Linked DNA regions of Anser cygnoides: region 2 is linked to region 1. The links are chromatin contacts, called in public Hi-C maps. All regions are on one chromosome and are shown on one strand. The core of a region is the stretch at or near the end of the contact, and the rest is flanking DNA. Distances in the headings are between cores, read along the strand shown. Region 1 holds the start of GPRC5B (G protein-coupled receptor class C group 5 member B). Region 2 holds the start of VPS35L (VPS35 endosomal protein sorting factor like).

What was found. A called contact is a pair of places that touch in the nucleus more often than the background predicts.
Region 2: a Hi-C map of liver shows a contact between it and region 1, with 3 times the contacts expected there. The contact joins the promoter of VPS35L here to the promoter of GPRC5B in region 1. A contact is called at or near these places in 3 of 7 Hi-C or Micro-C datasets (all in liver).

The regions. Positions count from the first base shown.
Region 1 is chr15:8,640,938-8,647,799 of Taihu_goose_T2T_genome, forward strand. It overlaps GPRC5B (G protein-coupled receptor class C group 5 member B), which reads left to right and starts at 3,726. Exons shown (of 4, transcript XM_048060716.2): 1 at 3,726-3,915. LOC106033474 (acyl-coenzyme A synthetase ACSM4, mitochondrial-like) reads right to left here and starts at 4,805. Exons shown (of 33, transcript XM_066977917.1): 1 at 4,597-4,805.
Region 2 is chr15:8,773,538-8,780,439 of Taihu_goose_T2T_genome, forward strand. It overlaps VPS35L (VPS35 endosomal protein sorting factor like), which reads right to left and starts at 3,141. Exons shown (of 31, transcript XM_048060363.2): 1 at 3,049-3,141. The coding sequence starts at 3,065. CCP110 (centriolar coiled-coil protein 110) reads right to left here. Exons shown (of 16, transcript XM_013176964.3): 16 at 4,555-5,529. The coding sequence ends at 5,477.

The DNA.
Region 1 (6,862 bases), core at 2,476-4,975:
TGGTTTGTCCAACCCAAGTTGAAAAACAGGTGCAATTGGGATCTGAATGTGGATGTGACATCCAACACCATGGCCCTTTGCCCACACTATCCATGCTGAGTACACCTTTCTTTTGTACTATGAATACAAGTTGTACTGGATTACATTTATCTTTAATGTTTCAGTAATTCTTTCTCCTCCATGTGTCCATCTCCTTCCTTTCATCCATCTTTTGCTTCCAATAGATTTCGAAACTCTTTTCTTCTTTCATTTCCCATTCTCCTCTTCTCCTCCCTGAATTTAACAGAGTCCTATGGACAGCAGACTCTGCCTTGGCAGTGCAAGGAGCAATGTGTGAAACCCTCTGCAGTTATGGAGAAATCGTCTTGCAGTGGCCACACAAATCTTGCTGTCTCCTTGATGCTGCTAATCAATGACAGCATCAGGATTTGTATCTTGCCCTGATAAAAAGCAGGGCAAATATTAGGCAAATTAATCATGCTGCAGGGATTTGTGTAATGACAAGTACCTCTCTGCTTGTGGGTCAGAAATGGTGTAAATCAACCACATACTGGGGAAAGTCCATCCAGTATCTCCTTCTTCTCTTCAGTTTTGTTCATCACTGGGGCATCTGAACATCTAGGAAGTGATACCACAGCCTGGTCCCCCTGTGATTAAGCCACGTGGATTGTCTCAGGGTCTTCTTCCAAAGACTGCTAGAAAGGAGGCTGCTTCATAGACTGAACTGTGCTCAGGAGGGCTGGCTTCATCTCACGTGGTGCAGTCCTGTGTCTGCCTGGGGCCTCTCTACATGCTCCCATAATAAAAAAAAAAAAAAAAAAAAAAAAAAAAGGCAATGCAGACTTAACAATCCCCACCATTTCCACGTACCTACTGCTGATCTTGTCATGAAATATTCTGCTTAAATTACACCGGCATGAGCACAGTCCCATGCTGGTAGGAGCCACAGAATCACTCTACCAAGTGTACAGGTTCTGAAGGACTTGCTGTACAACAAGAAAGCTGCTGGTGAAATACTGTTTGACAGCTTTTCAGGAAGCATGACACCCTCCTGGCTTGCTGAAGGGGAGGAGAGAATAGAGGATGGAAATTGCCTTTATCTCAGGTTGGGAGACAGAAGAAATTCTGAAATGAGGATGACAGGCTGTGGCAATACGGGTTTGGCGTTTGTTGATAGGTGAGTGCCATCCACTCGGGGCTGCTGTAATGCGCTCTCGCTCTCTGCTGTCACGTACTGCTAAAAGCAGTGCTGCAGAAGAGAAAAATCTGGGGATATGCAGTGTCACACAGGCTCTGTTTACATATTGCCATAAGCTGGAAGTCAAATATTGGAAAAAGATAAAAACAGTATTTTTTTTTTAAGCTGAGCATAATATATGCCCAGTGTAAAGAAAAATAAGTATTATGTGGTTTTATCAGTCTTTCAGAGACAGACAAAAGCAATGAGTTTACTTCTTTTTAAGTCCTCTGCTCTGAGAAGTATTGCATGGCATAATCAGTTTTCTAGATTTCCCCTTTACCTGGGCCTTGCACATCTCACCCCTTCCCCAGCCTCCTCCGAGCAGCGCTCACATGCAGGCAGCCGCTGGCTGCAGCCACAGCAGGGTGCACTTCATGGGCAGTCCTAGCAAGTGGGGTAGGAGCTGGGAGCACCACTTTCAACCAGGGAATTCCTACGGCCCACCTGGCTCACAGCAGCTGCTCCACCCTTCTACCTTCTCATTCTCTTGGGGGAAGGAATGAGCTAGTGGTTTGCTGATGAAAATTCTTTTCCCCTTAATAAAAACATATTTTCAGAACATATTTTTAAAGTTAACTATCAGAAGAAAGTAATGCAAAGGGAGCTATGGTTTAGTCCAACTACTCCACAATAGTCCTTGGTAATTCTGTGTTCTATCCTTCACAGTTTCATGGCAGCTAATACTAAAAAAAATGCTTCATTGGGACAGAAATCAGGCTTATTTGTTAATGCTCCACCAGTAATTGTTGAGAGGAGCATTATTGTCCCTGCTCTGCCAGTAAAAGGCAAATGGAGGAGGCCATTTCCTTTACTGGTACCAAGAGTTGTGCTAGGGATGCACAGAGGGAAGGGAACAATGACAAAAATTTGCATTTGCTGAAGGGCTCAGTACATTGCTCCATTGTGAGCGGGCCAAGACCTTTATCACATGAATTCTTGTGATTCATCCTCCCCTCTGGTCTACCTCGCTGTATCCAGCGCGGTACAGAGAACTCTGTGTGTTTAAAGAAACACACATATACAAGAAGGTCTTTGCTTGTTACTGTAGTACGCAGGTGCTGGCTCACGCTCCCGAGCCAGAGCGGGGGTACAGGCGGAGCTGGTGAATCGGTACTTTTTACTCTCCTGCCAGGCTGCCGAGTGACCTTGGGCAGCTCACAGCCACTTCACTTCTCACTGCCTCAGTTTCTGTAAAATTTTCCTGGTTTACTTTGTATAGCGCGTAGATATCGACTGATGCAAGGGCAGGGTATTATTGCTTACATGTGACTCAAATAACGCCAGTGCCTAAAATCCAGAATCAGCAAGGGAGAAAAGAGCAGAAACGTGAAATTGTTCTGTTGCAGCTGTTCTCCTCCTGCTGCCCAGCCTACACACAGGGAATCGCATTGCAACAGCACCATCTGATTTACCGCACGTCAGCTACCCTGAGAAGTTCAGGTAACCCCCCAGGACATAACAAGTGACATCTAAATGAACCCATGCATGCTAGCATGAGGCTGTTTAAAGGTTACAGATCTGTGTTGGAGAACACATTTCGGCAGTTTCCCTTTGAAAGGCTCTGAACATGGAAGCCTGGCAAGATGCACAGCGCGCTACCTGTGGTCAGGAAGGACGGGTGTCCATCGCTTCCCACTGACAACGCCGTTGCAGTTGTGTCTGCCCAGTTTCCCGTTAGCAGTTTGAAAGCATCAAAACACTGACGCACAACACACAGCGGCTGCCAGTCACAGGGGCGTCGCACAGATGTACTCTAAAGGCTTAAAAGGCAGACAAGTTTCTGCTGTTCAGTGAACATCCCCAATTGAAGCTGTCTTTCCCTGCTACAAATAACTCCTTCTGAAGTCTGCAGGAAGCCCTGTCCTGTGAACACAGCATCTGCTTTCGGAGGGGTTGCAGCTTTCCCAGAGCTGGGCTGTGCAGAAGCAGGGAAGGGGGACGTGAGCTGCTCATTGCGAGCTGGGAGGCACCGACCGGCTCCGAGCATCGCCTTTGCGGGGCCCCATGCGCTCACAGGGCCTATTCCTGAATTGTGCTGCATAAGCAACCTGGAAAATGTCGCTTGCTCAATACAGTTTCTCTCTTCTGAATGTCTAAGGTAGCAGCAGGTTGGACACGTGCATTGGAGGCAGATGGGGTGAATATTTCCAGCCCATCGCAAACCCCCAGCTGCCACGGAACTGCCAAGCCTCCCTCCCCTGACATCCCCAAACCAGCCGGAGGTGTGCACACGCAGCCGACGTGCCGGGATGGGTTTGCAGCCCGTATTTCTCGCACCCCGTCCGCACAGCCCCGGGGCGCGGAGGACCGCACGCCTGGGTGCGCACGGTGCTTGCTCCCCGTGCCCTGCGGTCCCTGCACCTCGCAGCAGCAATCCGGCCGGGCTGGGGGCGAGCCGTGCCGTGCCGGTGCCCGTGGAGGTGGATACGTGCCGAGCCGAGCCGTGCCGTGCCGGGGCGGGGCGGTGGGAGGGGGCTGGCCGCCGGGTCGGAGCGCAGCGGGGCGGAGGGTGCAGAGCAGGGCGGGCAGCGCACCGCTCCGTGCCGTGCCGTGCCGGGGCCAGGCGCTCCATGAGCAGCCTCGGGGGGGCTCGGTGCTCGCAGGCTCCGGGATGTGACTTGCGGCGGGCAGGCGGACACAGCTGCCCCGCCGGCCTCGGCTGCAGCAGCCAGCGGGTGAGTGGTCCCCGGTCCCGGTCCCCGTTTCCCAGCCCCCGGTCCCCATTCCCCAGTTCCCGGCCCCCGGAGGTGCCGGCCCCGAGCTGTGCCCGCGGAATTAGCCCGGTGGCCGGCAGCAGACAGCAGGCTGCAGGGAGTCCGGCAGGGGGATTAGGGTGGATATAGGGCAGGAGAGGGGGGCGGAGGAGGGGGCTGCCCCCGCCGGGAAGGGCTGGCGAGGAGGGGGCTTTGAGCCAGGCTGGGGGAGGGAGAGAGAGCCTGGGAGGACAGAGGGGAGAGGAAGGAGCGGGGGGCCGAAGGGGAGCGGGCTGGAGCGGGCTCGGTGCGGGCGGGGAGGAGGAGGCGGTGCGGGAGGATTAAGGGGGAGCGGGGAAGCGGCTGCAGGCGGGGAAGCGCCCGCCGGCACCGGGCGCTGTGCTCCGGGCCGGGCAACGGGACCGGGACCGGGACCGGGGGGAGAAGCCTTTTGCTGGCCCCTGGCTGCTCCTTTCTGCCTGGTCCCGGCCTCAGCTGGAAGGTGGGAGCCCCAGGTCGGGGTGCAGCGCGACTCGGGAGGGCTGAGCACCGCCAGCGGTTTAATTTCCACTTAATAAAAAGCCCTCCCTCTGTACTGCTTCTGCCCAAAGCTAAATAGCGATAGGATTTAGCACTTATGTGAACCCTTTGTTTACGCCTGACCTGATGTTTATCCCAAGGCTAACAGGATTTCCTGCCCGCTGAACCTCGACACCTCAGTGGGTTCTCGTTGCTGGAGCACGGAGCCTGTGCGGTGCTTTACATGCTGCTTATCAGCCGGGGATGTGGGTGCTGAGGTGTTGTCTCACTGCATCAGGGCCATCAGGTGAAGGGAACCCCTCCGTCACGAGGCTGTGACATGAAGAGAAACAGTTTTGAGAATTAGCAAAGCAAAGAAAAAACATTGATTGGTGTCATTGGTCGATAGTAGCATAATAAGACCAGATTTTGTAGTCATAAGCATTTAGGCACAGAGAATATACAGGGTCTGACCAAAGGAAATGGTGAGCACCTAGAACAGCTGAAAGATCATTTCATATAACATTCAGCATCGCAAAGTATTTCTAAATGAAAACACATCTTCCTACGTCTTTTGGAGTGGGGTCATGCTTTCTGTAGCTGTGAGCATTACGTGGGTTATTCCAACGCAGGGTAAATCTGAACCAGGGTTGTGTTTTTGCATACAAAGTGCAATTGTACTATTAATTATTATTCTAGAAATACATCTCCTCAGTAGTCTGATCTTGGCTTGGCTGTTGCTGCTCTGTTATCAGTCTTGGAGCTCATTCTTCAAATCTGATCAAAAGCAGCTGGCAGAGATCCCGTGTTGTGATTAATTCCTCGCTTGCTACCATCTCTCCACAACACTTGGTGGTGGGGGCGGTTTTCTTTGGAAATGCTACAGTGAACCAGTCTTTTGCCTGTGCATGGCAGAGCAGGTTACTATTTGTGCTACTACTGCTTTTATTTACTGGGCTGTTTTCCTTTTCTGAGATTGGATGCATTCTCCTGTATCAGTTGATTAACGTTAGGACTGTAAGAAGGGGATCGGACAATGCATCTAAGCGTAAATAACATAAACCTTTGCATGGTTACAGATTTATTCTTGCTATAGATATTCTCTAACAGCATACAGCAGTATGTGTTTGATTAGGTAAGAGATTTGCAGTCTTTGGTCAGAAGGCTTCAGCTCTTGAAAGCCTCGCTGATTTTTAACCATGACAACTTTTTGATGACAACTGTGAGATTTTTCTCTTTCTGCTCAGTTGCTTGCAATTGTACTTTGTACCGCTGGGGCAGCTCCGTGTCTGCCATTTCTGTACCGGTTCTCGCACTGTCCCCTACACCCGATAGCGCAGGGGACTTCACTCTGCTGCAAACAGCAGTTTGTGCTTGGTAACTGAGTACAGATTTTGGACTGAAAATTGAGGACTGGATTTGCAAGCCATCCTACTGTTTGTTTGCTGCTTATGCCTGAAATACCTAAAGCTCCTTGATTCATTTTATGTGCTTGTGATTGCTCTCGGGTCCAGGTATGTTGGCTTAACCAGTCGTACTGCAATTTGGAGGGGGATCTGGGGACAAAAAAAATCAAGCTGATTTCCTTCTGTATTAACAGTTTCATTCAGCTCTGCCGGAGATACGTTGGTGTCGCTGACTGTGTCTGTGCTGGAATGTTTCTGTGACATTTCTGCATTACTATTGCTGTAGCTCTCCGGTGGTAGTAGGAGTGAGGTGCCAGTCAAACAGAGAGCTATTGTTACTGCCGAGAGGTTGCGTAACTTTGCTGAGAGCTAATCTAGACATAAAGAGGTAAAAATACTACTCTCCTACAGTCACTGATTTATGTAGCTACTGGGAATAATAAGCAGAGACGAGATTCCGTAGTAAAATCGAGACGCACGGGCTTCTGCCTCTCCACCCACAACACAGGCTTGAGGAAGGCACTATATTAACAAGAAACCCATACTGATATACTTTGCTTTTCCAAAACAACTTTTCTGGAAAAAAAAGGCTTTACAGTTTTCTCTTTTACTTACTCAGTTTGTGGTTTCAGCTAAAGCTAAAACTTCAGTGTTGTAATGCAGTTTTTCCTCGTCTATGTACCGGTGAGAGTTCAGTGCTGAGTAACAGTGCTAGCAAGAGGTTTTGGGCTGGTATCATAATGGGGCTTGCATATTAATGTTGCCAGTTCTTACCTAGTCAGGCAGAAGTATGTAGTAAACTGGTTGCAAATGTGGCTATATATATAGCAGTGACAAGGAGAAGCTTCCTCATTTGGAGGAAGCCCAGTTTGAAAGCTTTGATGTAGAAAGCATCTACTGTTCAGCATGACTTGCTGACATGTGATGGGAATGTGATTGCACACCAAGAATACCTGTCAGCAATCCTAGAGATTTCTTGTTTTATACTGTAACTACATTGGAGC
Region 2 (6,902 bases), core at 1,891-4,390, 130 kb after region 1:
TGTAGAGAGCGATGAGGTCGCCCCTGAGCCTCCTCTTCTCCAGGCTGAACAAGCCCAGCTCCCTCAGCCGCTCCTCGTAAGACTTGTTCTCCAGACCCCTCACCAGCTTGGTCGCCCTTCTCTGGACTCGCTCAAGCACATCCGTGTCCTTCCTGTAGCGAGGGGCCCAAAACTGAACACAGTACTCGAGGTGCGGCCTCACCAGAGCCGAGTACAGGGGCACAATAATATGTGAATATATGAAATGTATGTATGCAACAGTATGTTTTTTTAATGTATGCAACAGTAGTACTGTTAAAACAGGGAACTGAAAACACAAGGTGACAAAAATACATAGGACAGCTGCTTTCCCCAAACAAGTAACATCACAGCTACCACATGGTACCTTCCATCAGCTATAGCTGAGAACTAAGGCAGAAAGAGATCCAGGCAGTAACTACTACTATCTAAAAAAATATATTTCAAAAGGTTTTCTCTGCATTCCACCTGCCACAATTTCTTCATTTCTTTTTAACTTTTGAGATGTACAGCACAGTCAATTGTTCTTTCCTGCTTCATTCAGAATCTTGAGAAAGATTATAGCATGCACTAAGGCCTTATGTTAGTAAAGCATCCATGAGTGAAAACAGTGGATATGCAAAGGTGTCTTGAATCGGGCTCCTAACAGAAACAAAACACTCACCCCACATAATATACATCCTTCCCACAAAATCTAATGCATATGGCTATTCCTACTCAGACACAAAGTCATTAGTACGAATTTCAGCTGTGTGAAGGAGCCAGCTCTAATATAAATATGTACCATACACCCCTCCGTTTAAAAAAAAAAAAAAAAAAAAAGTTGAATTTAAAAATCCTGTCCAAAAAACAGTTAAAGAGGAGTAAAATTCCCTCCTCAGCTCTCATGCCCTTGGTTCCTGTGGTACTGCAAGAATGCAGATGTCCAGGTAAAGCTTGCTCTTACCTAGAGTTCTAAGCAAAAGCAGGACAAAAAGGAAACTAAAAAAAGATGTCGACTGTATGCATCAGTCTTTACACGTGAATAGTCTCTGTAATTTACTATTGTCCCATGCTTTATTCTCCTTATTCACTTACTTCATGGGTTAATTAGCATTTGGGTGAACAAACTTTCCGACAAACTCTGGCTTCCTAATTACGGCACTGCCATTGCTCAGTTACTGTTCTGCCAGTATTTCCATACCTCCTTTACTTATATTTCCACACCAACAGTAAAGAGAGACGCTGCTCACAGCTCCCCCTTGGCACACCATTCCCAGGCCAAAATCAGTTGTATTGTAACCATACCATAAAGCATCACTGGGCATGCATACATGTCGAATACACGTGTGGGAATGAAGAAGAGCTGTTTACCCCGTAAATAAGTCTTTAGAAAGTGCATTTACAATGTGATGAAGTGATCAACGCAGCTTGTAATGGAACTAATACGAGTAAGGAGTTGCCATGATGTTTTGCCTCTCCTCTAGGGAAAGCAGATTAAGCTCTCCTTTCTCGGCCACAGCAGCACAGCCAGCTTCCAGGAGAAAACAAGACTCAGGCCAAGTCAGGTTTTCACCTGCAGTGCATACAGCAGGATACGCCCCTGCCTGCAGGTACTGTCCCCACAGCAGTTTTCAACCTTTTTCCACACAGGAGGATTACTGCGGTTGCCATCAACCTTGAACACCTGCCAGATGGCCAGCCTCCTCATGGCAAATGGTACTTTTTCCTGGGACTGCTATTACCTTACCCCACAGGCTACTGGAGCTGTTTCAGCTCCCAGCCCGCCTGAAATCGGGGAGTTGCAGCCCTACCTGTTCCTTGCAGTTTCTGCAGGGTCACTAGGGCACACTACAGGCATACCAGCAATTCCAACAGCCACCTCATGGGTTACAACTGTCTTACACCCTCAGATTTTCTTAGCTGCGTAAATAGAAGTTCTAAATTCACTGCAGTGCAAAATGCTTTATTTTAAAAAGCATGGCTCTGACGTTGTAAAATTTCAACTGGTTTCATCAACAAACTTTTTCAGCTACAAATTATTTCCACTTTACATTAAATATAAGTGTTCACTCATGTTAATAACAAAAAAGAGATGACTTTCAGCATGAATATATACACATATAGGAAATTTATGTCAACCCAATAACTGCATTTTACTTTTCTTGATTCTATGTTAAGCTCCACTGCTAGTTTGCTCAGGACTCTAGTAAATCAGCTGCATCAGGAGAGCAAGCCTTCCAGAAACATAGCTTATTTATAACGAAAAATAAGTTTGGAAAAAAAATAGCTACAAACATATTTTCCTTCACTTTGTCAGTGACAGAGCCCCCTTTATCCTTCCTCGCCATAACTACAAAGCGCAGCTTCCCCATCGGGATGCTGTGCTCCTGTGGAAACACTTCGTGTTGCTGCCTGGACTCTGCTTCTTCAGTGCGTGCCCACAACCACAGCAACCACTCCCAGTGAGCTCGTGGAAGATAATTAATGGAAACTAAAGCTCTTGGTAGCAAATTTAAATTCTCTCCACAGAAATCTTCACCTCACGGTACCCACCAAGGCGGCTCCAACTCCTGCCCTGCTGGGGATCAACAGCGACATCCGCTGGGCACGACGGGACTGAACCTCCGTTATCTCCCCTGCCCCTTCCTCTTAGAGGGGCATCATAAAATCCAGCAGGATCACACCAAGCCAGAAATGAACTGCTCTAAACTAATTATTTTGCTTACTTCAGCAAAATAAACAAAGAGGCCATAAAGGCTCTCAGCAGCCCGCTCCCTCAGCCACCGCCCCCCTCAGCCGCTTTCCCCCCCGCCTCCCCCGGCAGCCTGAGGGGGGACCGCGGCGCCACGACCCCAGGGGACGCTCCAGGACCCCCCGCCGCCGCCTCAGCCCCCTCAGGCCCAGCGGCCCCGAACCCCGCCGGGGCTTCGCTTCCCGAGGGCTTCGCCCCCCGCCGCGCCCCCCTCACGGAGCCGCAGAGCCCGGCGGCCCCCTCGGGAGCCTCGGCCCCCGGCCCTGCCCGCCCCCGGCCCCCTCCCACAGGCTCACCAGGGGAAGGCGGCCATCTTGCCCCCCCGTCACGTGGTGCCGCGGCCGGGCCGAGCCTTCCGCCGCCATTTCCCGCCCCGCCCCATCCAAAGGCCCTGTCCTAATTAACGCGGCGATTTTCTTAAAATTAGGGGGAAAACAAACAAACAGTACAGGTCTTTTGAAAGATCGCAGGTTTATTGTGCAATATGTTTAAGTAAAAAGCAAGACCGGTGAAAACGAAAGTACAAAAATAAATACACTTCTGTAATGATATTACAGTCGCACACAAAAAGATAAATTAAATATGTTTAAATAAAAAACACAGATCAAGTACAAAAAACAAATTCTGGCACTTGTCAAGAGAAAGGCCGCATGAAAGTTCATTAAAAACAAACGAAGTTGTGCTACAAGGCCTTATTACACACATTGGAAACATGCTTAAAGTAAAAGAGGCTCAGGTGTGAAACCTGACCTGAAGGTAAGCATTCAGTTTTACTCACACACTAAACCAATCTTTATGTCAACATATTGCCTATGCTAATAATAAATACAGTATATAAAACATCCTTTAAAAGCATCAGTCTTTAGCTCTGATATATCAACAGCAAGCTTTGCCACCTGCAGCACAGGTTACACTTGTCAGTATTTTTCCCCTTTGAGATGTTTTCCACTCCTGTTTCTGGAGTTTTCAAACAAAGGAAATCAAAACAGCATTTTGATGACTACTGAGTAAGCAGGAAGCTTGTCTCAGGCATTTTTTGGATTACATCTGAAATTTTAAAGAGCCATAGAATTTATATGAAGGAGGCAGGTTCTCCAGTGGTGTAAACTGTTACATTTGCACCATTAGGGAAGGCACCCCAAAGCTTTCAAATAAAAGCTACAGCACAGAGCCACTGAGCAGTGACATCTTCAAAGTATTTAGGAAGCATTTTGCCTTTTCTACATAAGCAATCTGGTATCACTTGGTACAAAACATTTGTTTTTAACGACGTAACTAGCTGCAGAGGACACACTTACTGATAGAGGTCACAACTAGTGCCACAAGCAAGCCAATTTGTTCATCGCTGTCGCTGAAGATAACTCTCTTCATCCTACTATTAATCCTCCTTTTTACAGTTATTGTTTAACCCAATAGAACTTATCAGTCCTTTTTCTCCTTTATCAGTGTCCCTATGTTACAAAGCCTGCAAGGTTGCATTGTACTGATACCAGGAAGAAAACAAAATATAACCCATTTCACATTTAAGTAATCAGTTCCCTAGTGCTAGGGTAAAAGAGCAAAGAAGTGAGCACTGCAAAGACTTAAATAACCAAGCTTTTCCTCTGGTTTCTAATGTTAACATCCCATCACCAGTTCATTAAGAGAAAGAACTTAGAGACTTCCACTCACCTCATGTTGAAGAATAATATCCATCAGTATGACAACCAAGACAAAATATGAACATGATATTTCAGTATTAGATTTTCTTAAATGAGAGACTGTTTTTCTTGGGTTTTGGTAGAGGTTTTTAACCCCCCCCCCCCCCCCCCCCCCCGAGACCAGGAAACGTTATTTCAGTACAAGGGCTGTTAGATCATGGTACAAGAGAAACTGCTCAGAAAAACTGCAGATGTCAAAAAGAAAACATAAGGCATATGAATTATTATTATAGACAATCATGTGCAAGTCTGAAATGATAAAACAATTAAAATCTTGCCGTCTCATGTTTTTGTTGAACATATACTTCTCTTAATCTCGGCTAAAATTATTTCTGTAACAAAGTGCCACAGACAGGAAGGAAAAAAAATCATAGGACTTCCAGCACAATGGTTTGATCTACCATGTGCAGAAAGGGGCAGTTTCAGTACAGTCTTTGCAAGTACATCTGTCTGTCCAGTAGTTAATCTGGATCCGTATCTGTTCAATTCAGCAGCCATGAAGTTAGGTAATCGCATTTACACAAACACATCCAGAAAGGCTGCTGACAAATTCACTGACTGAAGAGCTCAGTTTTGTTTAAGGATTATATTTTTGCTTATTTAACTGATTTAACTTTATGGTATGAAACTAAAAATATATACGCGTGACTTATTTATGGTGGCAACCATACACAGAAATTGCAATTTGCAAAAATTTTATGAGAGATACAAGAATTACAGAGTGTTAAGTCATGAATTAACTTAATGTTGCTCTACGGTCTTCTTTAAATAATGTTATGAATCTTATGTGTACACAGTAGTATGAAGATCTAATAAGTTTAACATGCAATTTTCCACAGTATTAGAGCTTTGCAGCCCTTTATTACTTAAATATGATTGTATGAATATGTCATCATCTGGAAAAAACAAAGTATGTTTACCATTTCTGAATATACATATAAATTTAGGGCATGAAATACTTGAATCAGTGCTGAGAATGCCATCATTAAAAAATAGCCTGTTTATCCCAGCGAGTGCTGTCGTCTTAAATTGTCACAACATTTGGCTTCTTTCTTTGGGTTCTTCCTGCATATGCTCCTAAAAACAAAGTAGAAATATTACCATTTCACAGTTGATACTGTTTTTTGCAACAAGATTATCTAGCAAATACAGCTGAAAAGACAAAATTTTAAAGCATTATTATATATTCAGTGCCTACTTTGAAAACGACACTTTTCATAATGTTACACTTGAAATGCCTTATGAACACGTAAGTGGAACAGGTTGCTAAAACTACTAGTAGGCTTGAAAGTAACATGTTCTAGTTTTTCCTTCCTCAGTAATTGTTCCATTGTCTCTTCTGCTGATCTAAAACATCTGCGACTATAATTCAGAAGTTTTTAAAAGGTAAGTCTGTTTGTAACATTACCAAGACAGATTAAATATGATTAACTATTCCATGTACTACTTTTAAACATAATATCAATTAAGAAAATACTATACCAAGTCAAATATTTAAGACAACTCTTTTCTTTTCCCACCTCCCATGTTAATAAACAAAGAGGTAGAGACAGAGCAAGAGTAATGCAAAGCATAGGAAATTAACACTGTAAGTTGATCTTAGTATTTCTAATTATCTTCATTCTTGTTTCTTGGAATGTGGGCCTAAACTCTCTTCCTCAGACATCCACACACGACAACAGATCTCTCTTCTGTTACATTTGTTCTTAATGCATAGCAACAGCCCCCAAGATGAATAGTTTTCAGGTTCAGGAGAAACGTGTGCATGAGCCAGAGGGAAGCAAGTGTAAGGCATAGGCAAAATGTAAAGTTTCACTCTGACAGTTTGATAGACTTCAATAAACTATTAAAAAAATAATATATGTGCCAGAGAATACTCAAATCTTAATAAAAGCAAACTGTCTTTTCAGGAGAACAGTTGCAGGTTTCCATATGTTGACAAACACAACCAGAATTAAAAGTGCAGTATGAATAACTTTATCAGGCAAAGCCCTTATAATAAAAAGAAAGCTGCTTAAGAGTAAAAAGTAAAATAAAAATCTCTCCACATGTAACAAATTTCTAAATATATACATATTTAGAAAGCCATATTACACTATGCATAGCACAATTATCTTCCAGTGATAAGGGTTTAGCACTGCAGGCTGCTAAAAAGAAGCACAATTCAGCATTCATTAGGTGCAGGAAGTTATTGAGAGTGTCCGGCAATGTGAGCAAACATTTATATGAAAGCAGTGAAAGTTATATCACATGGTGCAGAGCAGTGAAAATGGAAGACAGCCATGGAAAAGAAATAGTTACCAGGCAATTAAACAACTGTGACAAAGTAAGTGCCAGTCTTTTTTTTTTTTTTTTAAATGATTTTCAGTTACTAGCACAGTGCAAAGCAGCTTTGCAAATGCCCCCAGAGACCTTACCACAGCAGGATCCCTCACATCTGAACACTGTTT